2 separate regions of the Sus scrofa genome follow, and region 1 is linked to region 2. The links are chromatin contacts, called in public HiChIP or PLAC-seq maps. All regions are on one chromosome and are shown on one strand. Each heading gives the region's core, a stretch centred on a gene start, on an enhancer-like site or on the middle of the called end of the contact. The rest is flanking DNA. Distances are from core to core; before and after follow the strand shown.

Region 1 (6,329 bases), core at 2,479-4,978, 83 kb after region 2:
TATGTTTCACATCAGCTGCCTTTCCCCTTTCGCTCTGGATTATGCCCAAAGACATTGGTGATGATTTTTTGCACAGAGAAAGTTGGTTTTTTTTTTTTTTTCATAACGTTTGCATATACTGGCAATGTTTTGCTCGTTATATGAACTCTGAGAAGCAAGTAAGGCAGTTGGTAGTATCTGTGTTTTGTAGATGAAGTAAATGAGAAGTGGGTTTGCCAATATGTCCCAGTAATCGGTGAAGGCAATCACTCTGGTTGATCATAATCATTTATTTTCTCTTGTATGATCACATTTAATTGGGAAACCATTGGCTTTTTTTTTTTTTTTTGCCTCACCCGCAGCATGTGGAAGTAACCCAGGTGAGGGATCAAACCCCTGCCACAGCAATGACCTGAGGTGCTGTAGGGACAACGCCAGAACCTTAATCCACTGCACCACAAGGGAACTCCAACCATTGGCCTCTTTACAATTTGGTTATTTGGAGTTCCCATCGTGACTCAGTGGTTAATGAACCTGACTGGCATCCATGAGGACAAAGGTTCAATCCCTGGCCTCGCTCAGTGGGTTAAGGATCCGGCATTGCCATGAGCTGTGGTGTAGATAGATGTGGCTCGGATCTGGCATTGCTGTCGCTGTGGTGTAGACCAGCAGCTATAGCTCCAATTGGACCCCTAGCCTGGGAGCCTCCATATGCCGCAGGTGCAGCCCTAAAAAAGGAGAGAGAGAAAAAAAATAAATTTTTAAAAAATAAAATAAAATTTGGTAATTTAAGAGTTCCTGACGTGACTCAGCAGAAACAAATCTGACTAGCATCCATGAGGATGCAGGTTCAATCCTGGCCTTACTCAGTAGGTTAAGGATCTGGCATTGCCATGAGCTGTTGTGTAGGTTGCAAATGCGGCTCAGGTCCTGTGTTGCTGTGATTGTGGTGTTGGCCAGCAACTACAGTTCCGATTCGACCCCCAGCCTGGGAACCTCCATATGCTGTGGGTACAGCCCTAAAAAAAACAAACAAACAAAAAAATTGGTTATTTTGAGTTACATAGGCATGCCATTACATTATAGATGTATATGAAATATGTTATGCTCCTTTATCATTTACCAAGATGTAAGGACACATTGATGCCTTTTATTTGTAAGCCCTATCTGAATTTTAGCCAGCAATTTGTATAAAAAAATGTGAACAAGGAAAGAGTATTCTGGGTCTCTTCCGTAAATACTGATAAATGTCACAAAAATGGGAATTACTCACACACCCAAAATAAAATGAAGTAGTGCTTGAAAGAGCAGAAAAAGGACTTCACTAAAGCTTAAGATGCCTGGTCCTAGGCCTGCCTCTGGCAATAAATCACTTCCTTTTTCACCTCCTTTCCTTATTCATATAATAAAAGAGGAAACCCCAACTCAATAGATATTTATCCAGGTTTACTATGGGTGAAACATTTTACATGTGAGATTAATTTAAACCTCACTACAATCCAAATGGGAAAGTGTTACTGTCTCATTTTATCGATGAAAGGACCAATATCAGGGAGTTTAAGGAACCTGTAAAGATGAAAGATATAGGAGTTCCCTTGTGGCTCAGCAGGTTAAGGATGTGGTGGTGTTGCTTCTGTGGCGAGCTTTCAATCTCTGGCCCGAGAACTTCCATATGCTGCAGGGGCAGCCAAAAAAAAAAAAAAAAGATGAAAACTATAAAATCCCTCCCCTCTCCTCCTCTCCTCAAGCAGCAGTGAACAGATGCATAGCCCATGAGCAGGAAGGCGCCAGGATAGCAAGGAAGAAGCACGCGCTACCTGAATTGGTGCTGAAGGCAAAGGAGGCACATCTGAAAGAGAAATCAATTCTGGCTGTTAGTGGGGGTGGGTGAGGGTCAGGTGATGATTTATCGTGAAAGCAGACTTTAATTTGTTTATCTAAGAGAGATTATGATTTTTGACAAGCAGAGATGTGACAGACATCCTGGGAGCAGCAGTAAGACAGTAATGATAGAACCACAGAGTTCGTGCCGGACCTCGCCAACAGCTTGACGTGGCTGGGACACAGACCCTCTGGACCCACCCCAGCCCCACGGGGGGTGCTCATTAGAAATGAGCTGTCAAGCCCCGCCCCAGACAGGATCACAGTTCACACAGGTGGTTCATGTGCACATGGGGGCAGAAGGAATGAAGGGGCAAGCCCCACAGCAAGGTAGCTTCTGATCAGACCCAGGAGAGAAGCTGTAGGACAAATGGGTTAGATGGAGGCCTGGGGATAGGACAAAAGGTTCTGCTTTTAATTCCACCACTTTCTGGCTATGGGACTTTGGACAAAGTTACTTAGCAAAGGTATTTAAACTTTATTAAGTTACCTCTTGTCCCATGAGATTTTTTTTTCATGGACTTAATTTTTTTAGAGCAGTTTTAGGTTCACAGCAACATCCAGGTGCAAGTCCAGAGAGTTCTGGTATAGCCGATGTCCCCACACACCCTCCTCCTCCCCCCACTATCAACATCCCCCACCAGAGTGGTACGTCTGCTACAGCTGGTGAAGCTCCTCTGATTTGGCACCATCCCACAAAGGCTGTAGCTCCCACTGGGTTCACTCTTGGTCTTGTTCATTCTATGGGTCTGGACAAAGGTATAATAATATGTATCCATTATTATGGTATCATAGAGTATTTTCATGACCCTAAAAATCACCTTTAAAATGTGCTCTGCCTCTTCCTCTCCCTCCCCTGAACTCCTGGCAACTATTAATCTTTACTCTCTCCATGGTTTTGCCATTTTCAGAAAGTTGGAATCATACAATATGTACCCTTGTCAGATTGGCTTCTTTCACTTAGTAATGTGCGTTTAAGCTTCTTTTCATGGCTTGACGGCTCATTTCTTTTTAGTGCTGAATAATATTTCATTGCACAGTTTATTTACCCACTTACGCACCGAGGGACCTCTTGGTTGCCTCCAGGATTTTGGCACTTGTGAACAAAACTGCTATAAATATTTGGGTGTGAGTTTTTGTGTGGACATAAGTGTTTGGCTTCGTGGATAAATACCAAGGGGTGCGAGTGCTGGATCGTACCTCTTAGGAATTTGGTAGGGTTCATGTAAGTCATGTGACTGGCCTAGCGCCTTGCACTTCATAAATACCCAGCACGTGGTTCTCAAAGTCTAATACGGATGGACCCCAGGGCAAGGGAACAAACAGATTCACATACCATATGCCTAAAGAGTTAAGGTTTTGAAACGTTACAGTTTTGTCCATGACCAGGCTCCTGTTTCTAGCCAGATTAGGGGAGCTGGAGGCTACAGGAGCCCTGCTCATCCCTGCACTCTGCAAGCCTGAGCAGAGCCATGTGCCTGCTGGGCAGGGCAGGACACCAACTGGGCCAGGACCAGCTCCCAGGTGGTGACTGAGCCTGCCTGAACCCTGCGTGGGACTGGCCGGGTTAAACTCCCCAGGGAGTTGGACAGCTAGAGTCTTCATGCCTCTCTTTTCTAACTCAGATGCCTCTGAGACCATCCCTCCTGAGCAGAGAGGCAGGAGGGAACACAGTTATCTGCGGGGTCCAGCCTCTAAGGCACTTGCTTTGGGTAATTTAGAGCAATCGGCTTGGAAATACACCAGCCCTTTTTGTCTGGGTTCCCAAGAAAGGCCACTAGTATCTTCCCCACACAAATGTGGCCCTGTGAGGGGCTGGGGGCAAAGCCCAGTTCGGCACACATATCCCTCTTGCATAATTTCTCTTAGCTCAAACTCTCTCAAAATCTTCCTCCAAAACTTCCTTTTTTTTTTTAAAGATTTTTAGGGTCACACCCGAGGCACATGGAAGTTCCCAGGCTAGGGGCAGAACTGAAAATGCAGCTGCCGGCCTACACCACAGCTCATGACAACGCCAGATCCCCAACTCACTGAGCGAGGCCAGGGATCAAACCTGCATCCTCACGGATACTAGTCGGATTTGTTTCTGCTGAGCCACAAGGATAACTCCCCAAAACTTCCTTTTAAGACCAAAACGAAAAAATCAGCTAAGTATTTGTGATGTGCAAGACCTCTCTTGCCTGGCTCTAAAGATAGCCTTGCCCACTGCCATGGCAAAATGAGACTTCATTTTGGAGGCATGGGCAATGTCAGAAATATTTTAAGGTGAGAAGTCACAGGAGGAAGCAGAACCTTTTGGACCCAGAGTACAGTTGAGTGGGAACAAAAGCAGACCCAGTCTGATGCCAAAAACCAGTGTGTGTTCTAGACGTTTCCCCAGCCCAGGATCTGCCACCAGTTCTCTCCCTTGGCCCTTCCTGTTCACCATCCCAACCCCTGGCAATCTTAAAATGGATTTGTGAGAGCTGGTTTAAGATTTCTCCACTCTTTCCATTTGGTTACTTTTTTAAAAACTAATAATTATAAATTTTCAATGGGTTATTTAGGGGGAAAAAATTGTGTGGAGAAAATAGTCTTTTAAGAAATAGTCACCACTAGGATGTGGTCATCCACATTTGAAAACACCTGATTTTACTGAAGTCCTTTGGGATCATTGAGATGGGTCAAGGGCTCAGCTTGTTCTTCCTTCTGATGCATAATTTAAAAACATAGGTGTTCCTGCTGTGGTGCAGTGGGTTAAGAATCCAAGTGCAGTGACTCAAGTGACTCTAGAGGTGCAGGTTCGATCCCCAGCCCTGCATAGTGGATTAAAGGACCCAATGTTGCTGCAACTCAGATTGAATTCCTGGCCTAGAAACTTCTATATGCCATGGATGCAGCCATTAAAAAAAAAAAAGAAAATAATAATAATTTAAACCAAAACAACAAATCCATACCGAGGTTCAAAACAAGAGGATATTCTGTTTCAAGGTTTCAGAGTCCATATAAAGTGAAGTCATTGAACCTGTTTTTAAACAGTTTCCTCTTTCCTGGGGTCTTTCATAACTACATTGACGTAAGGGTCCATTTTCTTCTTAACTCCTCCCTTTTTCCCTTTTCTTGATGACCCTTCATTATTCCTACCAGCCTATAGCTTCTTCTCATCATTATGGTCCCTTCTGACCCAAGATGACTTTATTAGTCATAAAGAAAAGAGCCTTGTTGTGTTGGGTGGGGGTTACTCTTAGCTAACTGGGTAGAGTAGAATACCAGTCACAATAGAGCAGTAAATCATTGTCATTAAACAGAAAGCCATTGGCCCTTGAGTAAAGTCTCATCGTGCTTGCAAAGTCACACGCCAGATTCAGGAAATGGGAAAGGTAGGTGTTCTTTCACATGAGCTACATTGTACACACTAACATATACATATTTGTTTCGTGGTTACAATGCTAGTTTTGGCTTTTAAATGATGTATCCTGTACTAATCATGAAATACTAATATATCTTAATAATTTATATTTTCATACTTTTTGTGTACTGAATTCACATGGGTTTTGACATTTAGGTTTTGAAAAGTATTGAGAAGGCTCTTTGGGAACTGAGATGATAAAATGATAATAATAAGAATAAAGAAACATAGTTTGGGTGGGAATTACTCAGACATCATGGAGGAAGGTCTGTATTTTTTCATTCCTCCCATCTTGCAAGTTACTCAAGTCAGCATTATTTGTGCCCCTTGCAACTGTAGGTCAACACACACTGGATGCCACAATGTGCCAGCCACTAGGGGTGCAATTAGGATGGAAATAAAGCTGTTTGTGTTGAAGTTTTCATGCCATTGGCAATTGCTACATTCACAAAAAATTTCCAGCTGGATGTGGTCTGTTGACACACAGATATGCATAGAGTGTTATCAGACACAGTCTAAGTCCAAGGAACTCCAGGAAAGCTTTCTAGAAGAAATGATGCCTAAAATGAGTCTTGAAGAAAGAGGAAGTATTACTCCTGTGAAGAAAGATGGAGAACAACCATGAGCCAAGACATGGAGGATGAAGCAGGGTGTTGTGCGCCAAGAACTCCAGGGTCTCCTGCAGCGCAGTGATGAGTGGTATGTCATGCGTAATTTGTCACAGATAGTATTTATCCAAATGTGCAAATATTGACTTTTCCTGTAAATTAGCATGAAATTTAAGTCAAGGTTCTTTTGTCGACAAAGAGTATAAATCGGTTTTAAATGACCTGAAGATGGTGGAATTGGGGTAGTTCATGATCCCCAAGAAAATGCAGCTAAGCCATGGAAACCTACCAGGAACCCAGCCGTCTACTCTCAAGTTCTACCACAGATCTGCCACAATCTTGTAAAGCAATTTCAAGGTTAAATCTTTGCTTTACTGACTACTAAATAGTGCCAACTAAGGACAAAGGTGGGTCTGAGCATGATCTCCAGGCGCCTTCTGTCCATTGAGGAGAAAGATGAAAAGAGCAGAGTG
Region 2 (6,310 bases), core at 2,910-5,409:
GAACTCACAATCTGATTGTTCCTAGTAGGATTCATTTCTGCTATGCCACAATGGGAACTCCTATCTTTGTCATGTTTAATTTCTTTCAGCAGTATTTTGTAATTTTCATTATACAAGTCTTTCACCTCCTTAGTTAAGGAGAGTTAAGTATATGTAATGCTATTGTGAGTGGAATTGTTTTTGTCATTTTCTTTTAAGATTGGTCATTGTTAGGTTTTAGAAATACAACTGATTTTCATATGTTGGCCTTCCATCTTGCTACTTTGCTGAGTTCTGTTATTAATTCTAGCAGTTTTTTGGTGTATGAAATTTTTAGAGTGTTCTACATGGAATATCAAATAATCTCCAGGTAATTTTACTTTTTTCTTTCCAATTTAGATGCCTTTATTTATATCTTTTTCTTGCTTAATTGCTCTGGGGAGAAATTCCAATACTGTGTCGAAGAGAAGTGGTGAAAGCAAGCATCCCTGCTGTGTTCCTGATCTTGTGGGAAAAGCTTTCAGTTTTCATCCCTATGATGTTCACTGTAGGTTTTTTTTGGTTTTGGGTTTTGTTTTGTTTTGTTTTGTTTTTGCTTTTTAGGGCCTTACCTGCAGCTCATGGACCTTCCCAGGCTAGGGGTCCAATTGGAGCTGTAGCTGCCAGTCACAGCCACAGCAACACGGGATCCAAGCCACATCTGCAACCTACACCACAGCTCATGACAATGCCATATCCTCACTGAGTGAGGCCATGGGTCAAACCCATGTTCCCATGGATACTAGTCGGGTTCATTACCTCTGAGCCACAACAGGAACTCCACCTTGGGTTTTTAATGTATGCGTTTTATTGAGAGAAGTTCCTTCTATTCCTAGTTTGGGGTTGTTTTTTCTTGTTTTTATAATGAAAAGGTGTTGTGAACATAAGAGATATCTCTTGAATGATCAGTGCTTTATCTCCGAGTTATCAAGTTATGTGGGAGGAAAAATCATAGTCAAAAGGGTATCTTGGCTACAACTGAGTTAAAAGTAATTTAATTAGATTATGAAAATCCCTTCAGCTAACATAGTTCATTCATTGTCATTCAATAAATACTCATTGTATGCTACATGCTAGGAACTGTTGTGGTTGCTGGGCAGAAGAATGAACAAAATAACTGTTGGAAGACAACAATAATCACACAAATGCATTTTTTTTTTCTTTTTAGGGCACACTCGTGGCATATGGAGGTTCGCAGGCTAGTCGTCTCATGGGAGCTATAGCCACTGGCCTACACCGCAGCCACAGCAATGCCAGATCCAAGCCACATCTGCAACCTACACCACAGCTCACAGCAAGGCTGGATCCTTAACCCACTGAGCAGGCCAGGGATCAAACCTGCGATCTCATGGTTCCTAGTCGAATTCATTTCTTCTGAGCCATGACGGAAACTCCACAAATGCATTTAAAATTAGAAATTGAAATTAGTGATTTAAATGTAAAAATTAGGAGACATTTAGCCAAGGTATATCAAGGGGGTCCTAAATCAGATTTTATAGTTAAGGGGATGCATTTCTGAGGATCCGATTTTAAAATAGACTAAATGAGTAGAAGTTGGGAGAGACAGGAAAGAGAAAAATTATGGCAAGAAAAAAAACCCAAGCAGAGAGAATAAAAAGTGCAAAGGATATGGGGCAGGAACCCCTCAACCCATAGGAGGAAGGCTGGAGTTTACTTAGAGAAGGAGAAAGGTACAAAGTGAAGTTGAAGGGGGAAACAGGATCCATTGGTGTGTTTTAGGCAGAGAAATGGCATGATGCAAAAAGTTTGGGTTTTTCTTTGCCTTGTTTTAGAGATGCACCTGTGGCACACAGAAGTTCCTAGACTAGGGGTCGAAGCATAGCTACAGCCACTGGCCTACACCACAGCCACAGCAAGGTGGGATCCGAGCCACATCTGCAACCTACACCACAGCTCATAGCAACGTTGAATCCTTAATCCACTGAGCAAGGCCAGAGATCAAACCCACATCCTCATGGATACTAGTTGGATTCATTTCCACTGGGCCACAGCGGGAACTCCCAAAAAGTATTTTTAATGATCACTTGCTACATGAATTGAAGTGGAAGAATGAATGAGTGTGGGGAGATTAGATGATCATAGTTCTCTAGGTAAAGAAGAGGGTGGCATAGACCAAGACCGTGGTAGTGAAGACAGAGTAGCTGTTGGCCTCCAGGAATATTTAAGAAGTGAAAATGTAACTTGGTGATGGATTGAGAGGGGAAGAAGAGAGAGGTTTCGGGATGACAACCACATTTCTGGGCAGTAGATCACCTGGGCAATGAAGGCGCCACTGTCTGAGTTGGAAAAATATGAAGGAGGAGCAGATTGGAGGAAGTTACAGTGAAGAGATCAAGAGTATAACTTTTGCCGTGTATTTAATAATTTTGTGACATCTAGTGGGAAATTCAGACAGATATTTGAGTCAGAAAAGAGACCTGGGGTAGAGTGATAAATCTCAAAATTCAACAGCATGAATGTGATCACCTTGGTGTCTCATTATGAATGGATATATACCTATACGTGTGTGTATGTATATGAGATACACATGTATACGTATGTGATATATATGGATGGATATATATATATCACACAAAATACACCTAATTATATATATTATGTATACAAATATATTTCACTTTTTAAAAACTAAAGAGCACACAATAACAATTGCCTTTTTCAGTCAATAAGCTCATTTTTTATCAATACACAGTGTTCTTCATTCCTATTTGTGGATGTTTGGTGTGAAATTGTATGGGTATATATAATATAATTTACCAGCACCCTATTTGTAAGCATTGAAGTGATTTAATTTGTTTTCAATATTTGCCATTAAAAGCAATGCTGCAGTAAGTGACCTTGAACATACATCATTTTGCACATTTGGCTGTATTAGTAGAAAATCATTGCCAGGAATGAAATAACTAGGTCAGAAGGTATGTGCACTTGTAATTTTATTAGAAACTATTTTTTATTTTGCTGTGTGTGTGTGAATAGATAATTTATAGACATGGTCTGAAATTCGAAATTCCTAACTGCCTAAAGGTGAATAGGGAGAAGTCTTCCTCACACCCCCTTTCCTAGAGCTACTGAATCCCCCTTCCCAGAAGCAACCACTGTAACCAGCCTCTTATATATCTTTCCAAGTAATACTCTATGCATATGTGTGTAAGATGGAAATAATGATACATGTGTCTGTGGGAGAATCACTCCAATCTGACAGATATGTGGTTTTCTTCTCTCATGTCTGGGAGGCTCAGAAGACTCTTGCCAAGAGAGGTGTCATATAGTCAGTGTAAGCACTCAGGTAAGGAATAGCTTTTCTATTGTCCCATCATTCATTACCAGCCCCACAGCGCCAGTATTGTAGGTTCCATCAAGAAAGCAGTGGTTTTATTGACTTTCACTCTGCCTGTGTGTTCCTCTTGGATGGAAGAGAGGCCAGGGATATGGGACGTTGCCCTGACCTCAGCCTCGCCGTGTTGAATTCCCAAACTAGATTCACTGTCTGAGATTTCCTTTCATCTTCCTAGTGGTGGAGTCTGTGTCAAGTCCACCGATTCCTGTGTCTTGTGTTTTTCTCTTTCTTAGAGAAACAGTGGAAGCCTATACACTTATAAACTGTAGACTGCAGGCCATGTTCAAATAACCTTTTTACTCCATTCACTCCCATCTTTCTGCACAAACTATACTCCCGGACCTAAGCCTAAATTCTTCTCTTTCTTAGTATCTTGTTAAAAGCAACAAGGAACAGTCAACTCCCCTCCCCCCACAATATTCTAAGTTTTTACAAACAGTTCCCCTTCAGACTGTAGCTAAGTCATGTGGTTTTCCTTCTGTGGCAATACAAGAGACAATTTTACCAAATGTTTTGCCATAGAGTAACAAGGGTCAACAGCTTCCCAGCCTGTCCAGGAACCTTCCCTATCAAACCTTTGTCACCCTGTTGATGACTATTAAAAGGAACTGGACCTTTGCCTGGCTCAGACACCTGCCAGGCCTTACCTTTCATAGGATCTCCTTCCAGTGATGTGGCTCTTGCATCACCTAAGTGGACATAATAACCAGTTTGCTATTACGTGCTCAAGGTCCCCTAGTCACCAATAAGGTTCAAAGTTTCTTTTAAGCAAGGAAAACAACACAACAGAGGGACCCAGCAGCTCACTGCTTCCCTCTCTACTTCTCCTAGCCTTTCTGAGGACGACACAGAGGGCAAACCTTAATCTTATGCAATTCCCACATGTGTGAGCTGCACTGTTTTGGACTCATAGAGGTTCCTTTTATCTTTATTGGCTTTGAGGAGACAGTCAAACTTTCTCCTGGGTAAGCTCTATGGTTCTACACAGCCAGCAGACTAGGCTTCAGGCCCAGAGCACCCTGGAGGCCACATGTGGTTTCATCTGGACAAACACTTTAAAACAAATTCCCTGGCTTTTCTTCAAAATTACTGAGATGACAGGCAGCTGCCACCCACGCAGTAAGATGGTGTCCAGCACTAACACGAAGGCCTTATAGGGTATGGGTGGTAAAAACAATGGTGAGTTAGGCTTCAAAGTAGAACATTATCTTAGACTTTGGATCACTCTCTTGCTGTATCATTAAACTGCTGTAGTTCTTTTGTAATGCACCCAAAGCTTTTCAAAAAACACTTTGACACACCCTTTGGGGATTTAAAATACAAGTAGTAAAGTTTAAAGACTCTGTTTCTTCTAAGTGGATTTTATAATTTAAAAAATAAGAATGTGCCAAGATTCCAAGTCTTCAAAATTTTAGTTATTTTGGTATTAGCCAAACAAGTTGATGACAGTTGACCCTTATACTTACAAAAAAAAAATTAGATAAAATGCAAATTTTTCAAAAAGTAAAAATGTAAGCCAAGGGCCTTAAAGAGAATAGTCCTCTTTGTAAAAAATGTGTTACTCTAACATCATTTAGCCCTGTGTTTCTAATATTATCACGTAAGTTTATTTTAAGTGATTATCTGGCATTGATTCATCATTTGATGCTTTGGGTATTTTTTAGGACTCAGATATTTTTCGTGTAAATGGCACTTAATTATAGTGATGGTTCAGATTGATATTTTATTTTTTTTGGCCACACCCGCAACATATGGAAGTTCCCAGGCCAGGGATCAAATCCAAGCTGCAGTATGGCAGTGCCATATCCTTAACTCACTGCATCACAATAGGAACTTCTAGATATTTTATTATTACGATCCCTTTAAATACACATAAGCTAATTTTCTTGAGATAGATTTTTTTAAAGAACAATTTTAAATTGGGACGTTCTTTTAAAAGTCACATTAGAATTCACATGTTCAAAATAGTTTACTCAAATGTTTCAGAGAAAAATAATTCCAAAATTATTATATTTGCTAACCAATATTTTTATGGGGTTTTATGTAGTATGACGTTTTTTACCCCCCTTCCATCTCACATGTTGAATGTTTCTGTTGATCTTAAGATCATATTTTGCTTATTCATCCTTCTCACATACCCATATCTCACTAAATCTAAGATGTCATCATAAATAAAATGTATCATTTTATGTACCACTAAGAAAAAAACTCTTTTAACAGTCTGTCACAATGGGAGTTCCTGTCATGGTACAGCAGAAATGAATCCAACTAGGAACCATGAGGTTGCAGGTTCAGTCCTTGGCCTCAGTGGATTAAGGATCTGGTGTTGCCATGAGCTGTGGTGTAGGTCACAGATGAGGCTCGGATCTGGCGTTGCTATGGTATAGGCCGGCAGCTGTAGCTCTGATTAAACCCCTAGCCTGGGACCTTCCATATATTGTGGGTGCGGCCCTAAAAAGCAAACAAATAAATAAACTGTCACAATGCTTTTTATCACTCAGAATTTTTATTTTATACTAGGTGAAATAGTTCTTTTCAACTTTAGATAGATTTTTTCCCCTATGTATCCATATGTGATGTAAGGTTAAGGTAATCCTAAAATGTTTTTACATTCAGAACTAGACTAGTCTTTATCACTTTTCTGTGCAGAATTGTCAGTGTTTATTCTTAGCATTTTCTATAGGCCATCAGGAGTGTTTCACACAAGAGGACTCCAGTGTTGTCTCTGAGATTTTATTCCAGGCTACTGACTCCTCTTCTGCAAGTTATGATGATATTGTTCTTTCCTCCAATGACAATCGTCTCCTTCAACTAATATCAAATGTTGCCACTCTGCTCTGTTTCCGTGCCTTTCTATACACACAGAGACTTTTCATTTCTGGGACAGATAGTGGTATAATCCCTTGTAAGTGTCAATTAAACTCAACATAGGTA

The links. HiChIP or PLAC-seq counts read pairs in DNA pulled down with a chosen protein or histone mark.
Region 1: an H3K27ac HiChIP or PLAC-seq map of alveolar macrophages shows a contact between it and region 2. The contact joins two enhancer-like sites. A contact is called at or near these places in 1 of 47 Hi-C or Micro-C datasets (liver) and 1 of 2 datasets of contacts at active chromatin or transcription factors (alveolar macrophages).

Annotation. Positions count from the first base shown.
Region 1 is chr10:50,425,408-50,431,736 of Sscrofa11.1, forward strand. All of the region lies in intron 3 of PRTFDC1 (phosphoribosyltransferase domain-containing protein 1), which reads left to right. Among named protein-coding and RNA genes, the nearest start is that of PRTFDC1, 63 kb to the left of the region's middle. Within about 2 kb of position 3,729, at least 5 of the 83 cell types and tissues checked have an H3K27ac peak or open chromatin away from gene starts, as enhancers often do. A contact at or near this core is called in alveolar macrophages, where this site is marked.
Region 2 is chr10:50,341,577-50,347,886 of Sscrofa11.1, forward strand. All of the region lies in intron 4 of ENKUR (enkurin), which reads left to right. Among named protein-coding and RNA genes, the nearest start is that of PRTFDC1, 21 kb to the right of the region's middle. Within about 2 kb of position 4,160, at least 20 of the 83 cell types and tissues checked have an H3K27ac peak or open chromatin away from gene starts, as enhancers often do. A contact at or near this core is called in alveolar macrophages, where this site is marked.